2 separate regions of the Mus musculus genome follow, and region 2 is linked to region 1. Evidence: chromatin contacts called from public promoter capture Hi-C data. All regions are on one chromosome and are shown on one strand. Each heading gives the region's core, a stretch centred on a gene start, on an enhancer-like site or on the middle of the called end of the contact. The rest is flanking DNA. Distances are from core to core; before and after follow the strand shown.

Region 1 (3,718 bases), core at 464-2,963:
CTTTCTCTGTCTCTACTACCCTCTCAGCTACCCTCCCCATGCCGTGAATAAACTCTATTCTATACTATACCATTGTACAGCTGGTACCTCAGTGGAGGAAGGGATATCTCACTATGGGCCCACAGAGGCACACAACTATCTATCAACTGAGCTGTGACTCCAGGTCCCTCTCCCATCTCAGAGTTAGTGTTGGAAGATAAAGCCAAAAGGGACAGTTGGAGGAGGATAATTGTAATTTTATTGTCTCCATTACTGGGCTTGAGGTTTTTATAACTAACAACAGAAGTTATTTACATTCTGCTCAGCCATATATTTCTCCCCAAGTGAGCCCAGAGCAACCTTTTTTGCTTAAAAAGGGAAAAGGAAAAATATAATGGAAGCTATTAATTTTATGTTGCAAAATAGTATCCTTGCTACAAAGGAGATTAATACATAAGTGAGTGAATGTTACTGATGGAAAATGAAGAGGTTCAACATGGTTTCTTCTGACAAAAAAGTAGCAAGTAATGACACTGTTGGGAAAGGAGTGCAGTGGTACCCCTGGTTGGAGAAGAGCAGAGAATTTTGAATAGTCCTAGAGGCTTGAGATTTGGAATTGACAGGATGTCTGAGGTTAATGGTGTTAAATTTCTCTTGGTGTAAACATGTCCTTTATGGAATGTTTTGCAATTGTGTTTGTGGGTTTGGGAAAGAATGGCTTTTCTAGGGGAGTAATGAATGACAGAAGGCAAGGAAGTTTAGTTTATTGCCATGAGTGTTATTAAAATAATGGCACAGGACCAGTAAGATGGCTCAGTGAGAGCACTTGCCTAGAGCTGATCCTAGCAACCTGAGTTCAATCGCCAGTCTCCAGGACATGCAAGATGAGAGAAGAGAACCAACTCCCTCATGTTGTCCTCTGACCTCCATACATGTGCACACACAGGCACACAGGCACGCACGCACACACACACACACACACACACACACACACACACGAATATAATTTGAGAGAGAGAGAGAGAGAGAGAGAATTGCCCATAGTCTTTTAGATGAACACGAAGATTTGAGAAAAATGTAAAGGGAGTGGGCAAGGTGGATCAGAAATAAAGAATATATATACAAGTGGCTGGAAAGTGTGAGAATTGTGGGCAAGAAACAATGATTGACAAATACAAAATAAATAGTTTTCATATATAAGGAATACAAGAGAAGGGCTGGAGAATTAGTTCAGTGATTAAGACCACTTACTGGAGACCCAAGTTTGGTTTGAAACACCTATAGCTCTGATTACACCCATCTGCAACTCTTGTTTCTGGTGATCCAGTGCCCTCTTCTGGATTCTGCTGGGACCAAAACAGGAAGAAAAAAAGTGTCATTCTCCAGGTGGGGAATCATGTCCAGTCACTGGATGCCTTCTGTACACATTGTGACTCTCCCTTGCCTGAAGTTGGTTGGTTAGCAAACTTAAATTCGTTTTGAAGGAGTTAGGGAAAGGTGGAGTACACTCAGTGCACCCCAGAGGGTGTCCCTGCCCTGTGGCAGCCCTGTCCAGCTCTAGCCCGGCGTTGAGCAAACCCAGGAGCAGAGCGTAAGTGGGCGGGGAGAAGTTTCGGGTACCATGGGCAGGGCCTGCAGCTGCTGAACCGGCCAATGAGCGCTCTCAAGAGGCTGAGCCAAGAAGGAGGCTGAGTGTGCCGCCACCACTGCCTCCCAAGTTTCCTGTAGTGGATACACCGCCCGGCTGCTCCACTCCGCTCCACCCAACATTGAGGGAGACCCGAAGAGGCCGGAGCCGAGGACTTTGGGCTGGGTTTTCTGGACAGAACCAGCAGGCGCCTACTCTGCTCTGGGTGGGGAGAGTGAGGATTCGGTGAACTATGAAGGGCCGGCGGCGGCGGCGCCGAGAGTATTGCAAGTTCACGCTGCTCTTGGCGCTGTACACGCTTTTGCTACTTCTTGTCCCCTCTGTACTGGACAGCCACAGCGAGCAGGACAAGGGCAGGAACTGCCCCGGCCTGCAGCGCAGCTTGGGTGTGTGGAGCCTGGAGGCGGCGGCGGCCGGGGAACGTGAGCAGGGCGCTGAGGTGCGGTCCCTGGCCGAAGGAAACCCGGATCGATCCCCCGGGTCCCCCGGCAACCTCAGCGCCGTCGGTGAGGCGGTGACCCAGGAAAAGCAACACATCTATGTGCATGCCACCTGGCGCACCGGCTCGTCCTTCTTGGGCGAACTCTTCAACCAGCACCCGGACGTTTTCTACTTGTACGAGCCCATGTGGCATCTGTGGCAGGCACTGTATCCGGGCGACGCGGAGAGCCTGCAGGGCGCACTAAGAGACATGCTGCGCTCCCTCTTCCGCTGTGATTTCTCTGTGCTGCGCCTGTACGCGCAGCCTGGGGACCCTGGGGAGCGAGCACCGGACTCGGCCAACCTCACCACGGCCATGCTTTTCCGCTGGCGGACCAACAAGGTCATCTGCTCGCCGCCTCTGTGCCCCGCCGCGCCCCGGGCACGCGCGGACGTGGGACTCGTCGAGGACAAAGCCTGCGAAAGTACCTGCCCGCCCGTTTCGCTCCGCGCCCTGGAGGCCGAGTGCCGCAAGTACCCGGTGGTGGTCATCAAAGACGTGCGGCTACTGGACCTGGGAGTGCTGGTCCCTCTGCTGCGTGACCCAGGCCTCAACCTAAAGGTGGTGCAACTCTTCCGAGACCCTCGGGCCGTGCACAACTCGCGCCTCAAGTCGAGGCAGGGACTGCTGCGCGAAAGCATCCAGGTGCTGCGCACGCGCCAGAGGGGCGACCACTTCCACCGGGTGCTGCTGGCGCATGGAGTGGATGCCCGTCCGGGAGGCCAGGCCCGGGCTCTGCCCTCGGCGCCACGCGCTGATTTCTTCTTAACCAGCGCGCTTGAGGTGATCTGTGAAGCGTGGCTTCGCGACCTGCTATTCACCCGCGGCGCGCCCGCCTGGCTGAGGCGTCGCTACCTGCGGCTGCGTTATGAGGACCTGGTGTGGCAGCCCCAAGCCCAGCTGCGCCGCCTGCTGCGCTTCTCTGGGTTGCGGACACTCGCCGCGCTTGATGCCTTCGCATTCAATATGACGCGGGGCTCGGCCTACGGCGCCGATCGTCCCTTCCACTTGTCTGCGCGGGACGCCCGAGAGGCTGTGCACGCCTGGCGCGAACGTCTGAGCCAAGAGCAGGTGCGCCAAGTGGAAACCGCCTGCGCCCCTGCCATGCGTCTGCTTGCCTACCCTCGAAGTGGGGACGAACGCGACAGGAAGACCGTCAGGGAAGGGGAGACACCACTGGAGACCAAGGCCAATTGGGCTGTGTAATACCCTGATCCCTGAACCCTGCCCCGGGGCGTATTCAGGTAAAGTGACACAGTATAAGGAACAGTATTTGGGGAGGGGGAATCCTGAAACAACCAGCGGGGTTCGGGGAGGGGAGTTGAAGGGTGGTTAGAGGGGTCAATGCTGTCCTGAATCACAAGCTATCAGATCACATCCAAGATCATGTCTTGTTTGATAGATTTGAGGTGCTTCAGTGAGTTCGTTCCTTACCTTCTCAGAGGAGGTCTTGGAAGTGAGAGAAGTTGTGTAAAGGTAGCTGAAGCAGCCTCCAGGTCTGCTCTCCCAGCCCCCTTTATAAGGCATCTAAAGTCCAAAGCCAGTAGAGAAAGTCTAAAGCACCCCAATGCAACTTGAGAAAGGTAACTAACATGGAGTGGAGTATAGGG
Region 2 (3,718 bases), core at 523-3,022, 560 kb after region 1:
AGCCACGAAGGTGGTCCCAAAGACCAGGACGATGGAAAAACCAAAGAAGAAGACAGCTCGCATATTCCAGACGTCCACCACAGGGTCACTATCATAACCATGAAAGTCAGGGTTCTGAGGAGAAGGAGAGGTCAATTAGGGCTTCTTGCTGCTCCATAAAGTTATATCCTGGCCTTGCATGACCTGGTCTCTAATCCGCCCTCCAATCTCTAACCAATCTCTTATCCCTGATTAAAATCCTTTCTCTACTTTTAGGATACGTGAAATTCCTTCCCACCACAGGGCTGTGACATTTGCTGCTCTCGAGGCCTAGAAAGCTCTTCTTCCAAATCTAATCACCACTGAATTCATCACCATCTCCCCATCCAAGATTTTGACTTTCTTTCCAAATGAATAATTGGCCTCACGTACTTGTTTGGGAGTGCTCACCCTGTCTGTTAAGTTTCATCCTTGGAAAGTGCTATTTATAAAGATTAAAAAAATGTTTGGATATTGGCAATTTCCTATGGGTCCACTTATTCTATAGGACCCTATAATAATTTAAGATCTTCAATCAGATGTTAATGTTGAATATACTAGGCCTTTTCAAAAACACAAACCTCACAATATCCTCAGTAGAGTGGAAATGGCAATAATAAACACCTTCTAATTTGGAGTACTTCTGAAGTAAGTGGTAAGAGCTGCAGTGACCATTCTGACTCATATGAAGCAGGTGTGTTTTTCTTAGCTTTCCTAGTACTTTTCTCACTTTACAAAGAAACCGAGGCACCAAGAGATTAAATTACTTGTCCAAGGTCATACAAGTGAATAATTTTCAACCCAAGATGTCTGACTCCAGAATCTCTGCTCTCCATAAAGCACAGGAATTCAGTCCTGAATGCAAATAATCAGCTCCATGACCTACTCAAGCTGTGATCTTGGGCTAGCAACTTGTGTTTTAGTATCCTCATCTATGTCACTGTAACAGTTACAGTGCCTACTTCAGTAACAGTTATAGTGCCTACTTCAAAATCACGCTACTTTAGAATTGAGATGAGTAAATAGATACAAAGTGTCTAGCACAGCCTGGCATTATGCACGTGTTACCTTAGAGTTTAGTATTACCCTAATTATAAAGTTTCTAACATGCTTTGGGTGCTGCCCTCTTTCAGTGTGATTTCTGACTGCAAATAAGGCAACGAAAGAGAAAAACAAGCTAGGCAAAATTTCTGAATATTCGAAGATTTTGTCCACTGCTCAAATCTCGGGCCGGAGAATGTCCGCTTTGACACTGGTTTCCCTGGTCCAGATTGGCCCCTACAGCGTCCCGTTTTCCCCCCTCCCTCTCACCTTCGCGTAGACGTTTTCGTCCTCGGGTTCTGGGTCCTCCTGCCACTGCATGGTCGGTTCTCGTTGCCGCTTTTTCTCCACACCGGATGGGGCGATTACAGCCCTGGAGGACTCCCAGCGAACGCGAGCAGCCGGGAGCCCTCTCATCGCCCCCGCTGCTGACAGGCAGCGACCATACAAGCTTAACAGTCGGGCCGCCATGACAGCTTGTACTGCGGAGTCCTGGGGGGCGGGGGGGGGGAGGGAGACGGAAATACAATGTGCGCAGCTGCGGTTGATCCCAGCGCGATTTTTGTCGCTCCGCCCTTACCTTGCTAAATAGATCCCCGGCCTAAGTTTGTTTACGAGTTCGGCGAGGTGCGGACTCTATTTTGCCTCCCACGCCGTGTCGCTACCGAATCAACGTTATCATTTCTGTTAGTCTGGGAGAGAGTTGTTTTTGAGAGGTCTGTTCATTTTCTTCGTAAGAAGAAAGCGGTGACATCTAGATGGCCCTGTAGGGAAAGAGGTGGAGCTTCTAGTTGTCTTTCAACTTCAAAGGACAGCAAGCTTCTAAAGAGCGGGCCTCTTAGGGGTAGCCAATAGCTACTCTTTTTTCTGGACTCCTGGGCCGTTCTCACAGGGAATGGGGAGGTAGCATATGCTTGCCAATCAGAGAATGCCAGGGCCAGCCAATGGTGACCGGCAACCAATCGTCAAGGCCGGCCAGAGCGCGCTCCCTTAGTAGGTGGATGGTGGTCGGATCGCCGGCTCTCTTCTCGTCGCCATTTTGTGTTGGTGACTGTGGCCGGCTAGGAGGAGGTGGCACCGAGTTTCCTTGGGAGGGCAACGCGTCGGTCGCGTCTCCCCTCCCCCTTTCCTCCTTTTTGCTCCCAGTCTTGGACTTGGTAGTTGCATGCATTGGCTCCCATTTGAACTAACAGTTCTGAAGGAGGTGGTGGCGGGCGGAGGTGATGCCTGGGAGCCCTCCCTTGACAGCCCGGGCCGAGAAGGTGAGCGCCGTTGCGGGTCGTGGGATCGGAGGTAAAGGAGCTGGGCGCGTGGGAGGGGGAGAGGGCCGGTGTGCATAGAAGAGGCGCGGGGACGGACTGTACCCTCGGAGTTCGCACAGAGCTGAGGGATGCCTGCACAGCCTGCACCTGAAGAGGGGGTATGGTCCCCCACCCCAGCTTTTTTCTTATGAAAGCAAAAGCGCGTGCGCGATTGGGACGCGGGATGGGTGCACGCGGGTTGGGGGAAGGGAGAGACAGATGGGAGTGGGGTACTGTGACTTACTGTATTTGCCCACCGAACTTTTTATCTTTTGAAACGCGCGTGTTTGCGACTTTGCGGGGGGTGTTCTTAGAGGAGGGTTGTGCTGACTGCCCTTGTTACTTAACTATCCACGGGGAAATACTCTGGCTGCGGCCTCTATTCATTTATGTGGTGGGAATGAGGGTGACAAGCGCGGAGAAAGAAAGTGAATATGGTTTTTATCCTTGGGGTCTGTATCTGACCTCTGATCCTTATCAGGAAGCAGGCTTGTTACTGATCGACCCCAACTTAGTTAGTTTGGGGAGGGGGTGCAGAGAATATATATATCCGGCGTTTCTTCTTTTGGGAGTTGTATCTGTAACAGTGAGGTCTATATATTCAAAGGGAAATCCGTTTAATTGTGTCTCTTATAGGTATCCTGTGATCCTGGCCCTTGGCTATTTTGGGGGCTTGTCTGTAACTTTGTTTCTTTTCTGTGCTGTGTATGCAACAAAATTAGACTCATTCTTTTGCCATTGAGCATTTTGTGTCAGGTTCTCATCCACTGGGGTTCCTGCCTGTGATTCTTTTCCCCATCTGGGGGAAGTTAACTGATCCTTGAGTTGGAAGAGAAAATAGGTACTTAAGAGAAAAGGTGTTGTGGCAACCTACCGTTGGGCAAGTACTATACCCGCCTAGCTTTACTTGGTTCCTGTACAAATGGGTGGCAGCTAAAGATTCAGGGGTAATTTTGATCTCTGGTTGGGTCATGACACTCTCAGATCTTGTACTTCTCAAGGCAGTCCCAAAAGTTGGATGAAGTAGCTGTCCCTGTCACTCAGTAGAACAAGATGTTTTGGAACCACTTGGGAAAGAGGCCCCTTTTGCCTCTGGAAAGCTTAGCCTAAGCTCCCTGGGGAGAGATTCACCTGGGGACCTGGCTGCACATTAGGGCGGAACTACTTGCTGTGTTGAGGATCAGAGCTGTGTTGGCCAAAAAGCCCAGGGAGGTGGCAGCTGTCTTGTTGCCATGTTAGCCGCCTCCCCCCTCCAAAAGCCTTTCAGGGTTTCTGACTGCCTTGTTGGGGGTATAGTTGGCATCTTGTTGGGAGGTTGAAATAATACCCTGACCCATGGAAAGGAGTCTGAGATTCCT

What was found. Promoter capture Hi-C pulls out the DNA fragments that hold promoters and counts their contacts.
Region 2: a contact with region 1 is called in a promoter capture Hi-C map of pre-B cells. The contact joins the promoter of Rbm10 here to the promoter of Chst7 in region 1. A contact is called at or near these places in 8 of 39 promoter capture datasets (the 3T3-L1 cell line, the C10 cell line, cranial neural crest and 3 more), 1 of 484 Hi-C or Micro-C datasets (uterus), 2 of 115 datasets of contacts at active chromatin or transcription factors (astrocytes and pancreatic cancer cells) and 2 of 9 other capture datasets (adipose tissue and macrophages).

The regions. Positions count from the first base shown.
Region 1 is chrX:20,057,857-20,061,574 of GRCm38.p6, forward strand. It overlaps Chst7 (carbohydrate (N-acetylglucosamino) sulfotransferase 7), which reads left to right and starts at 1,714. Exons shown (of 2, transcript NM_021715.1): 1 at 1,714-3,352. The coding sequence starts at 1,860. The coding sequence ends at 3,314.
Region 2 is chrX:20,615,731-20,619,448 of GRCm38.p6, forward strand. Rbm10 (RNA binding motif protein 10) reads left to right here and starts at 1,773. Exons shown (of 24, transcript NM_145627.3): 1 at 1,773-2,321. It overlaps Ndufb11 (NADH:ubiquinone oxidoreductase subunit B11), which reads right to left and starts at 1,889. Exons shown (of 3, transcript NM_019435.5): 1 at 1,330-1,889; 2 at 1-114. The coding sequence starts at 1,530.